Linked DNA regions of Bos taurus: region 2 is linked to region 1. Evidence: chromatin contacts called from public Hi-C data. All regions are on one chromosome and are shown on one strand. The core of a region is the stretch at or near the end of the contact, and the rest is flanking DNA. Distances in the headings are between cores, read along the strand shown. Region 1 has its middle 23 kb from the start of TRNAG-CCC. Region 2 overlaps SPTBN4 (spectrin beta, non-erythrocytic 4).

Evidence for each region. A called contact is a pair of places that touch in the nucleus more often than the background predicts.
Region 2: a Hi-C map of an unstated tissue shows a contact between it and region 1, with 4 times the contacts expected there. The contact joins two enhancer-like sites. A contact is called at or near these places in 2 of 11 Hi-C or Micro-C datasets (8-cell embryo and an unstated tissue).

Annotation. Positions count from the first base shown.
Region 1 is chr18:49,560,299-49,566,280 of ARS-UCD2.0, forward strand. No RefSeq gene overlaps it. Among named protein-coding and RNA genes, the nearest start is that of TRNAG-CCC, 23 kb to the left of the region's middle. Within about 2 kb of position 3,298, at least 5 of the 102 cell types and tissues checked have an H3K27ac peak or open chromatin away from gene starts, as enhancers often do.
Region 2 is chr18:49,811,253-49,817,234 of ARS-UCD2.0, forward strand. SPTBN4 (spectrin beta, non-erythrocytic 4) reads left to right here. Exons shown (of 35, transcript NM_001192910.3): 2 at 1,649-1,800; 3 at 2,947-3,120; 4 at 4,230-4,321; 5 at 5,378-5,458. Among named protein-coding and RNA genes, the nearest start is that of SPTBN4, 12 kb to the left of the region's middle. Within about 2 kb of position 2,624, at least 6 of the 102 cell types and tissues checked have an H3K27ac peak or open chromatin away from gene starts, as enhancers often do.

The DNA.
Region 1 (5,982 bases), core at 2,048-4,547:
AACCTTGTGCTTCCCTCTTCCTTCCGCACGCGTCTAACACTTCAAAGCTTCAGTGTCAAATTGCAACAGGATTTATCAGCATATGGATGGAACATAAGACCTAGAAGTTGCATTTAACACATAAACAAGTCCTAACGTATTTTAGGCCTATTTTGCAAGATTTAGACTCCTATCTATACTGTGAGCCTGACATCCTGACCTAGAGAGATTAAAAAAAAATAAAAAATAGCTGCCAGAAGCACTATTTACAATAGCCAAGACATAGAAGAAACTTAAATGTTCATCAACAGATGAATGGATAAAGGAGATGTGGTACATATATACAATGAGTAATATACTCAGGCATAAAAAAAAGAATGAAATAATGCCATTTGCAGCAAGATGAATGGACCTAGAGCTTATCATACTAAGTAAATTAAATCAAAGATAAATAATACAAATATCATATGGTATCACTTACATGTGGAATTTTTAAAAATGATACAAATGAACTCATTTACAAAACAGATACACTGACAGAAAACAAACTTATGGTTAACAAAAGGGAAAGGGGGAGGGATAAATTAAGAATTGGGGATTAAAAGATACGTACCCTGGTGGCTCAGCTGGTAAAGAATCCACCTGCAATGCAGGAGACCTGGGTTCGATCCCTGGGTTGGGAAGATCCCCTGGAGAAGGGAACGGCTACCCACTCCAGTATTCTGGCCTAGAGAACTCCATGGGGTCACAAAGAGTCAGACACGACTGGGCAACTTTCACTTTCAATATTATATATAAAATAAGTAAACAACAAGGACCGGTATAGCTCAAGGAACTATATTCAATATCTGGTAGTAACCTATAATGGAAACAAATCTAAATATATATATATTCAACATATCACTTTGCTGTAAACCTGAAACATTATAAGTCAGCTATACTTTGACTTTAAAATTTTTAATTTTAAAAACCATAAAAACTTTAAAAAAGAAAAACAACTGCTATAAGCATTTCCTAGACATCACAAAAGGAAAAAAGTCAAAGATGCCCAATCTCATTCGAATTCGGTATTCAGAAACATTCTCATTAAAACTATGACAGCATACTGTTTCATATCCAGCTAGTTGTCAAAAACGTAAAAGCCTCTCCATATGAGGTTTTAATCCAGAGTGAAACAAAAATTCATGAGTCCATGTTGATTTAATAGTCAAATATGTAAGTAATGGGGAGAAGGAATGGCTCTTTCTTTCAATAGAATTTCAACTAACAGATGTAGAAGGAGAAAGAGACGTGCAAAATCACTATTAGGCAAATGCCCAGTACAACTGTTGCAGACCAGATCCATGCTAAAATTTGTAGGTGCAAGACTGAGGAGAATCAAGACTTGTATAGTCACAAAGTATCTTCCCCAAGATACTTCTTACCTGCTAAGGGAAAAACAGGAACTTTACAGCGGAGATGTGCAGTAGACTGTGCCTTAACCAAGTGACCCAGGTCAATATCACCCACAAGACATAGTGACATGCCTGATATGTTGCACTGAGAAAGATGCTGCACAAATGTTGCACAGCATCATTTGTATGGTATTCCTGGCCAAAAAAAAAAAATTGCATAACTTCATTTCAACCATGGAAAACAGGCAAACCCAAGCTGAGGGACATTTAATAAAAGAACTGATCGGTTCTCCTTAAAAGTGTCAAGGTTGGGACTTCCCTGGTGGTCCAGTGGCTGAGACTCCATGCTCCCAGTGCAGGGGGCCCAGGTTCAATCCCTAATCAGGGACGCAGATTCCCACTTGCTGCAACTAAAGATTCTACAGGCCACAACGAAGATCAAAGATCCCATATGCTGCAAAAGATCCCACATGGCCCACTTGGAGTGGCCAAATAAATGGATAAGGTCATGAAAGACAAGGAAATGAAGAGGAATGGTCACTGACTCTCGGAGGTTAAGGGCATCTGACAACTCAGTGTAGGATCCTGGATTTGTTCCTGGAACATAAAGACATCAGCAGAAAAACTGTTAAAATTCAAGCCAGGCTGGTAGTTAAATTAATAATATGATGCCATGTTAATGTCCTGGGTGTGATCACTCTGAAAGTGAAAGTGTTAGTCGCTCAGTCATGTCCAGCTCTTTGCAACCCCATGGACTATAACCCACCAGGCTCCTCTGCCCATGGGATTTTCCAGGCAAGGATAGTGGAATGCGTTGCTAATCCCTTCTCCAAGGGATATTCACAACCCAGGGATTGAACCTGTGTCTCCTGCATAGGAAGTGGATTCTTTATCAGCTGAGCCATCAGGGAAGCCCTCTGCTGTAATACTATATTAATACTATAGAGTTTGATCCGGAGAAGGCAATGGCACCCCACTCCAGTAGTCTTGCCTGGAAAATCCCACAGACGGAGGAGCCTGGTAGGCTGCAGTCCATGGGGTCACTAAGAGTAGGACGTGACTGAGCGACTTCACTTTCACTTTCCACTTTCATGCATTGGAGAAGGAAATGGCAACCCACTCCAGTGTTCTTGCCTGGAGAATCCCAGGGATGGGGGAGCCTGGTGGGCTGCTGTCTATGGGGTCGCACAGAGTTGGACACGACTGAAGCGACTTAGCAGCAGCAGAGTTTAATCACTCTAAGCAGGGTGAGAGATACACAGGGAATTCTCTGTACTAGCAGCAAATTTCCTCTAAGTCTAAAATTACCTAGTATAGCAGCTTCCACCTCACTCCCTCTGGGTCTGATCTCTGGAGAGAAGTGCGGGTGTCGTGAATGAGAAGCGCAGTAAAGAGGTGATTTAAATCACTTATATAGGTCAGTCCTTCCAAGTCTTTGTTTACATTCAGCCAATTTTCCTGTGTGTTTTTTTTTTTTCACACCAACTAGTCCTAGAACCCTCTCCAATATGCCCACACAATTTTTTGTTAAGATGGATCCCAGTGAACAGACCTGTGGGTACATGCCTACACTTATTATGGGGTGGAGTCCCATTCCTTTTTGACCCCCAAGGAGTCTTCCTGCGCGAGTGCAGAAGTCTTCCTTGACCTTAGGAGTGCTCGTCTTATCTCTTTACTTCAGCAGAGCTCAGCTTCTGTCACTAGCTTTGTCCTTGGACGTCTGTGTGAGAACAAAGATTTCACTCCACTTGACAAACACCAGCTGACTGGAGGCCCATCTACCTCCTACCTCAGGTCCACTTGCCCGGAGGGAAATCCAGATGCGGGTCCTAAGGGAACTATGGTGAGGGCCGTACAGTGAGGAACTGAGGTGTATGTGTGCTGTGCTCAATCGTGCCCAACTCTTTGCGACCCCATGGACTGTAGCCTGCCAGGATCCTCTGTCCAGGGGATCTTCCCAACCCAGGGACTGAACCTGTGTCTCCTGCATTGCAGGTGGGTACTTTACTATTGAGCCACCTGGGAGGAGCTGACACTTCTGGCCAAGAGGCTGAGCGGATTTCCCCAGCCCCATTCAAGTCTTCTGATGAGTGAGGCCTTCACAGTGAGGATGAGCCAGGGCTTCAAGCAAGGATCATCCAGATAAGCCATCCTCTAATACCTGACTCACAGAAAGTGTGTGAGGTGACCAACGTTTATTATTTTGAGCAGCTTTAGAGAAAACAATTGCTGTTGTGAATGGTGGCCACCAGGTGGCACACGGATACCAAGGATGGAAAGGCAAAAAAAAAAAACAAAAAAAAAACGGCTGCCAACATGATAAAGAGGTCAGGGCTCTGAGTTCATTTATAAATGTATCACAAGCCTAATAAAGATGTCATCAGGTTTTTCTTTTCTACAGCTAGGCAACTTGATTATAAGGTTTATTTGGAAGTACAGCAGGCAAATGTGGGGGTAGAAATGAAAAAGAAGAAGAAGAGGGGAGAAAACAGATAGTAAAAACAATATAAAACAATGTGTTGCGGATGCATCCCTTACATACACAGATCAACCCAGAAATAGAAACAATTGCTTATGGAAACTTACAGAATCATGTAATACTTTTTAATTCAGGAAGAATCTTTAGGGAAGTTTTTAATTTAGTGCTATTGGATCAACTAGATGAACAAGCAAACAAAAAAGCTTGAGTCCATTCCTCACACAGGATACCAGCTTAAATTCAAACTATATCAATGACCTAAGTGGAAAAATACAATCTCATAAATAATAAAACACTAGTGAGTCTCTTAATGACCTGAAAGTGTGAGAGTGGGGTGTATTTGCCAAACGGTTCATCAAAATTCAGAGGTGATGAAAGAGCATTTTGTTAAATGACCAAGCAAAAATGAAAACCTTTCACAGGTTCAAAACATAAACCCACCATGGGCAAACTAAAAACTACAGATGACAAAATGGAAAAAGAAATATTTACAACTAGAATCACAAAGGGTCTCTAAAGTATAAAGAGCATCTAAAAATCAAGGCAAAAAAGACCCAGAAACCTATTGAAAGAGGGTAAGATATACGAAGAGGAAGTTCACATAAAAAGAAATGCAAATATCCCCTGCATACACAAAAATATGCTCATACTATTCAGCTGTAAAAGGAAATAAGATCTATTAGGAGTACAGATACATAAGTGGGTGGGTGGGTGTGTGTGTGTGCAGTCTTTAAGATACAGTGAAAAAAAGCAAGGTGCAATTAAAGTGCCCAGATTGCTACCTTTTGTGCAGGAAGGAGGCACAGGGTCTCCCGTTTTCTGGCACGTGGCCTAGGGGGTGATGAGAGCTGGTGGAGAGTGGCTGAGTGTGAGAGCCGGATAGAGCAGGCAAGGGGGCTGTGGGCTCCAGATTGGTTAGTTTGCATTTGAAAAGCATGCTCCAAAGAAAATCACTGACTATCTCTAGGAACTGGCTAGTCCTGGCAGGGGTAGGCTTTCCAGGGTCAGCAAGGTCCCAGATGTCAAAGCATCAGGATACAGGGGAAAAAAAACCCCCAAAACTGGTTAATACACTTCCATGGCCGGTCCATTATATTTGACCCACTGTGAACTTTCCTCAGCCCTCACTTTCTTTCCTTGTTTTAAAATTTAATTAATTATTTCGCTGTGCTGGGTTTTAGTTGCAGCATGCGGGATCTAATTCCCTGACCAGGGGTGGATCCTGAGATCCCTGCATTGGGAGCGCAGAGTCTTAGCCGATGGACCACCAGGGAAATGCCCCTTCGACTTTCTATAACTTCCCACCAGTGTGTGTCCTGGTCTGTAATTCTATGACACCTGGCTAGCGGATCTTTTCTCCTGGCTGCCTATCTCTCTGGAGAGGCTTAGCCAGGTCTATGGAGTCAGCGCCACCTTAGATCATTCCCAACTCTCCTGTTCAGACATCTCTCCTGAGCTCAAGGCCCTAAAACCAACTGCTAGTGGGACACCTGCACCGGAGCATCTCACCCGGAACCTGATCAAATCCCAAAGCAAATCAACCATCTCCGCCACCATCACCCCATCCCTCTTCCTGCAGTGCCTGTGTTTTGTGAACTGGCACCACAGTCCATCTGCAACCCAGGCCAGGAAAGTGGGAACAGTCCTAGATACCTCTCTCCACTCAAATAGTAATCCAGAACTTTTAAATATTTTCTGTGTGTTGCCTCTTCTCCACCCCACTCCTACCACTCGAGTTTGGACAGTCTTCATCTATAATTTTTTTAATTATTTATTTTTGGCTGCGCCGGAGCTTTGTTGCTGCATGCAGGCTTTCTCTAGTTGCGGTGTGCAGGCTTCTCATTGCAGTGGCTTCTCCTGTTGCAGACCACGGGCTCTGGAGCTTACAGGCTTCCGTAGTTGCAGCACGTGGTCTCAATAGTTGTGGCTCGTGGGTTCTAGAGTGTGGGCTTAGTAGTTGTGTGCCTCAGCATATGGGATCTTCCCGGACCAGGGATCAAAGCCATGTCACCTGCATTGGCAGGCAGATTCTTAACCACTGGACAATCAGGGAAGTCCTATAACTTGTATTATTGCAATGGGGTCTGGATTAGTCTACCTGTGATATTATGATTTACATTAAGAAAGATA
Region 2 (5,982 bases), core at 1,374-3,873, 250 kb after region 1:
AGGCAAGGCAACCCACTCCAGGATTGTTGCCTGAAGAATCTCCATGGACAGAGGAGCCTGGGGAGCTACAGTCCATAGGGTCACACAGAATGGGACACAACTGAGTGACTTAGCACCCACCTTAGCATGCATGGAATATTACTTAGCTGTAAAAAGGAATAAAAAACTGCTACATACCACAACATGGATGAACCTTGAAAACATTATGCCGAGTGAAAGAAGTCGGACACAAAAGGCCACACGATCCCATTTATGTGAAGTATCCAGAGTAGGAAAATCCTTAGAGTCCGAAAATGGATGAATGGTTGCCTAGGGTTAGGAAAAGGTGGAATGGGAAGTGACTGTTAACAGGTATGGGGTTTCTTTTCTGGGGTGGTAAAAGTGTTCCAATATTAGATAGAGGTGATGGTCGTATAACTCTGCTGCTGCTGCTGCTAAGTCACTTCAGTCGTGTCCGACTCTGTGCAACTTCATAGACAGCAGCCCACGTATAACTCTGTGAATATGCTAAAAACCACTGAATTTACAACTTAGAAGGACAAATTCTATAGTATGGGAATTATAGCTCATACTAAAACTGTTATTTAAAAAAGAAATGACAGGAAGAGAGGTCCCAAACAATTTCTTGGTAAGCAGCGAGGAGAAGTTTCACACCTCCTCCCTACCTTGCACCTCCCCTTTAAGTCATCCCAAGCCCACTCCTTACCCCAGGGATGAGGGAAACCTGGCAATCCAGCTGCTACAGAGGGGAAGATGTGGCTCCTGCCCGCAGGGAACATGCAGTCTAGCATATTCCTTCCTCTTCATTCCGCCACAGCCTGTCAGTGGCTAACCCTTACTTTTTCATCTTTAAATAACTTCAAGATGCCCCCCTCTCCCATCCCCTCAATGTCTGCCTGGTCCAGCCTCTTCCTGTCTCTCCTGAGTCCTTTCCCCAATCTCCTCCCTGGGCTCCAGGCTACCATTCTTGCCCTTTCAGATGTACCCTCCCCACAGCAGCCAGGGATATTCCTGAGACCCAACCCTCATCCTCTCCTCCCTCCTTAACCCTCTATAACTCCCTAGACTATTATCTGTGTGCTTAGTCACTCAGTCATGTCCGACTCTTTGCAACCCCAAGGACTGTAGCCCACCAGGCGCCTTTGTTCATGGGATTTTCCCAGGCAAGTATACTGGAGTGGGTTGCCATTTCCTCCTCCAAGGGATCTTCTCGACCCAGGTATCGAACATGCGTCTCCTGCATTGGCAGGCGGATTCTTTACCGTGGAACCACGGGGAAGCCCCAGCTTATTATCTGTGCCCCCACTAAACTGAACTCTGCCAGGAAAAGGCTCTGACTGAATTCAGAGCCCAGAACAGTGCCAGGCACATAGTGGGCGCTCAAATACTTACTGAACGAATGAACAGAGCTGACTAGGGTAAGATACAAGACAGTTTTCCTGTGGAACTGATATCTCAGGAAGATTTTAAAGGACAGCAGAGGGGGGTGAGGGGAGGGCGTCTCAGATAGGAGGAAGCACTTGCAAAGACCTGATAGTTGCAGAGAGCTGGGCCTGGGCGAGAACTGCCCAGGCCTTGGAGGGCTGGGGTGAAACTGGAAGGCGGAGCTCCTGGAGGAGCTAGGGGCTCATCAGGACCTGTCCTTCAGATGAGCGGGAGGCTGTGCAGAAGAAAACCTTCACCAAGTGGGTGAACTCGCACCTCGCCCGCGTCGGCTGCCACATTGGGGACCTCTACACAGACCTCAGGGACGGCTTCGTGCTCACGCGGCTGCTGGAAGTGCTGTCCGGGGAGCAGCTGGTGAGGGGGCCAGAAGGGCTGGGGACAGGGGGCCACCCTGGGGTCTCGGGCTGGGCTACTGCAGGGCCAGGCTAATGGATGGACAGAGCTTACTAGAAAGACTGAGTGGGTTAAAGGCCCCTCATTCAGGTGGGCAGGGCCATGGCACAGGGTTGAGCTTAGTTGGGAAGAGCCTGGGGTCTGACTTGGAACAGAGGTGGGATTCTGTTTAAGGAGAGGGCTGTCCTTCGGGGAGGAACTCTGGGCTTGGGTGGGGCTCCATTGGAAGTGGTGATGGTGGGGGGCTAATGGAGAAGGATGGAGCTTTATTAGAAGGGCTTGGCTTGGATAAGCGGTAGCAGGAGGCATGGCTATAAAATTGGGGCAGAACTCTGTTGCAGGGGTGTATGGTTGAGGGTGTGGTTGTCATCGGAAAAGTGAGGCCGAGTTCGCTGGAGTCTGGGGATTAAATGGAACTCTTGTATGGATACCACTTATTGTATGGGTTGCAGTTGTATTTCTGGGCTTGGATGGGACTGGGCTTGGATGGGACTTCATTGCAAAGGGTGGGGTTATAATGGAGCTAGAGATTGATGAAAGGACCAGCGCTTAAAGCTCTGGAAGTTATGAGGGGCATAAGGTATAGAACAGGAGCACCCTTGGAAGGAATAGAGCAACTGAACAGCAACATAAACAAGAGAAGACTCCTGGAGTGGGGCGGGGCTTGAAAGGAGTGGGCGTGGCTCTAGGCACAAATCTGAAGAGGAGGAAGTGAGGGGTGTGGTCATGGGACTAGAGGCAAAACAGTGGTGGCCTGGGACAGAGATCCAATGGAAGGGGCGGGAGTAAGACTATGAACAGGGGGCGGGGCTTCATGATGAAAGGTGTGGCTATCAGTTTAGAGGTGGAGCTTAACTTGAAGGGGCGGGACCAGGAACTAGAATAAGCCCTGAAAGGACTTAGACTCTTAGAAGGCGTCTGGCTATGAGTGGCGCAGAGCTTCTTTAGAAGGCCTGGATCCTGGGTCTTTGATAAGGCTGAGGGGGTGTGGCCTGGACCAGGGGTAGAGGGGCCTAGTTATGTAGATGACCTTCTTTGAAAGAGGTGGGACGGAGGGCACGTGCTCTTGGCCAGGCCCTGGCTCTCCTAATGACCCTGCCGCCCTAGCCAAGGCCCACGCGTGGTCGCATGAGGATCCACTCACTGGAAAACGTAGACAAGGCCCTGCAGTTCCTGAAGGAGCAGCGTGTGCACCTGGAGAACGTGGGCTCACATGACATCGTGGACGGGAACCACCGACTGACCTTGGGGCTGGTCTGGACCATCATCCTTCGCTTCCAGGTGATCCCAAGTGACCCCAGCCCAGCCCACCACCCAGAGGGAGGCCTTAAGAGGTTGTCCCTCACCCACTCATCCAGTCATTCCAGAAATATTCCTAATATGCTCCAGGAAATAATATCATCATTATAATCATCATGTATGTAGATTTTACTCTGTTCTAAGCACTTGGCATTTAATATGCACAATAACCCCATAAATTAGATATTATTCGTTATACCATTTTACCAACATGGAAACTAAAGCTCAGAGAGGTGAAGTAATATGCTCAAGGTCACACAGCTGGGTAGTGAAGCTGGAATAGGAATCCAGGCAGTCTTGCTCCAGTTCAGAGACAAAATAGACAAATTTTCTGTCTTTATGGAGCAAGACATGGGGGACCAGCAGTAGACAGATGATAAATAAACCCATCAATATGTAAACAAGACATATGTGGGAAAAGGACCAATTCTAAGCAGAGAAAAAAAGAAATAAAGAGTCACACAGATAAGAATAGATTATGATAAAGCAGTAATAGGGATCATATGGACCAGAGAAGGGCTTGGTGAGAGGCTGGTGGCTGAATGATTATGAAGATGAAAGGGAAAAGCATTCCAGGCAGAGGGCACAGCAGATGCAAAGTCTCTGGGGTGGGAATGAGCTAAGCTTGTTGCAGGAACAGAAAGACCAGTATGACTAGAGACTAGGAGGCAAGGGGGAGACAGGGAGGAGACGAGTCAGAAGTGTCAGCAGGGCCTAGGTGATCTGTGATTAACAATTTGATCTTATTCTGTCTGAGATGGGGAGAAATTAGAGTTTTATCAAGAGAAAAGGCATCATCAGACTTAGAAATATCTCTCTGGATTGGGGGTCATCACCAAGATTGGGAGCTGGAAGCCCAAGGAAGAGGCTGGAGCTGGACTGGGGTGGGGCATAGGCAGGTGAAGAAGGGGCCAGGTAGGGTAGGGGGGAGTGGACATGCCATAGGGGAAGGGGAGGGGGAGAGAGCTGCTGCCCCCACCCTGAGCCTGAAGCTGCCTCTCCCATCTCCTCTGTCCCCCCAGGATGTGGGTGGGGTGTCTCCCAGCCTCAAGCCCTCCAGACCCCAGCAGCCATATTTTGTATCTTCACAGATTCAAGTCATCAAGATTGAGACTGAGGACAACAGAGAGACACGCTCAGCCAAGGACGCGCTGCTCTTGTGGTGTCAGATGAAGACAGCTGGGTAAGTCCCTCATCCTCAGAGGAGCCAGGCCCTCACCTCTGGGCTTCCCTCCGGGACAGGGGTGCAAGGGATGGCTCAAGTCCTCAGCGTCAAAAGTTACGTCTGAAGTTACCAAACTCTTCCAACCTTGATGTATCCCAATCCCGTATCACAGTGTAACCTGTATCACAATCTGGAAGAATTCGGACTCCTCAGGGGAATAATGCCGGGAGGTGGGGAGCTGTCCCTAGCCTGCTCCCTTCTCTCCTCCCACCTGGTCCCGCACCTCTAAAGGCCTCAAGTGCACCTGTGTGGGACCCCTGGGCCCGATTCCTGGGCTGCCCCCCACCCCACACCCTTGAAAGTAGCCCCCTCAGCCTAGGAGGGCACACCCAAGGCTCAGGCTGGGCTGGGAAGTTCAGGGTCCTGGTATCTTCAGTGGGTTTGAGAAGAGGGGCACACGGACACCGCTGGGCATGCCCCTGGTCCCACAACTCTCTGTCCTGCTGGGAAGGGCCTGGCCTGAAGCTCAGGTGCCCTTGAGAGCAGCCTGGGGAGGAAGAAGGTAGGGGCAGGCATGGATGGAGACTGGACGTTCTCTGTCTCTCGTCCTCCTGGGGCTCCCTGCCTGTCTTGCAGCGCTATCTGTTCTTCCGTGTGTCTGTCTTTACCTTTATATCTGCTTTTCCTTGTTCTGATCGCTCCCTCCCCCCCCCCTTCTCTCTCCTCCCTTCTTCCTTTCCCCACCTCTGTCTGTCTCTCTCTCTGTCCCTCCCTTTTCCTTCTTCCCTCTGCTTCTCTCTCTCTCTCGCTCATCTCCTGTCCCTCTCAATCTCTCTCCCCTCCTTCTCCCCATGCTGTCTCCATCTCTGTGCTCCCTCCGTCCTTCCTTTCTTTCCTCATATGCCTGTGTATCACCTGTGTCTCTTTGCCCATCTGTCTACCTACCTACTTTTCTATCATTCATCTTTTATCATCTATCTATCCATCCCTCAATCCATCTCTGTCTCTTCCTCCCTCCCTCTTCCTCTGGACTTTCTCCATCTCTGCCTCTGTCTCTCCTTTCCACGCTGCCAGTTACCCCGAGGTAAACATCCAGAATTTCACCACCAGCTGGCGTGACGGCTTGGCCTTCAATGCCCTCATTCACCGGCACAGGTACCACCTGGCCTGGGGCAGCTCTGCCCTGCACCCTACCCCCACCCTGTCCCTTGGGTGATCCCCCGTACGTGGATGTGTACAGATGCCACTCACAGACACAGGGCCCACTCCCTTCACCTCTCTGCTTCCATACGCATTTCCATTCACACACATGCTCTTACACATTTACACAGAGATGCGCACACACATACACACAGACCCTGTGCACACATGGAGACCTTTATGCCCTCCCATAGATGTGTGCACACCTGCATATACTCATTCACATATACAACTTCTACATGGACCAGCTGCTTGGGTGTTCCCAGGATGGGCAGCTCACTTGCTATGGATGGTCGAATCTGGTGTGTGCACAGCGCCTCCTCCTCTCAGAAAGTTCTTCCTCGCAGTGAGCCCCCAAGTCCCCTTCTGGCTCCCTGCACACCCACCTATTCCTGCTTTAGGGTCTGGTGCCGAGGTGGCTGAGGAAGGGTTCCCAGATAAATTACACCCACATCATGATCCATAACCTGGAGGAGGGC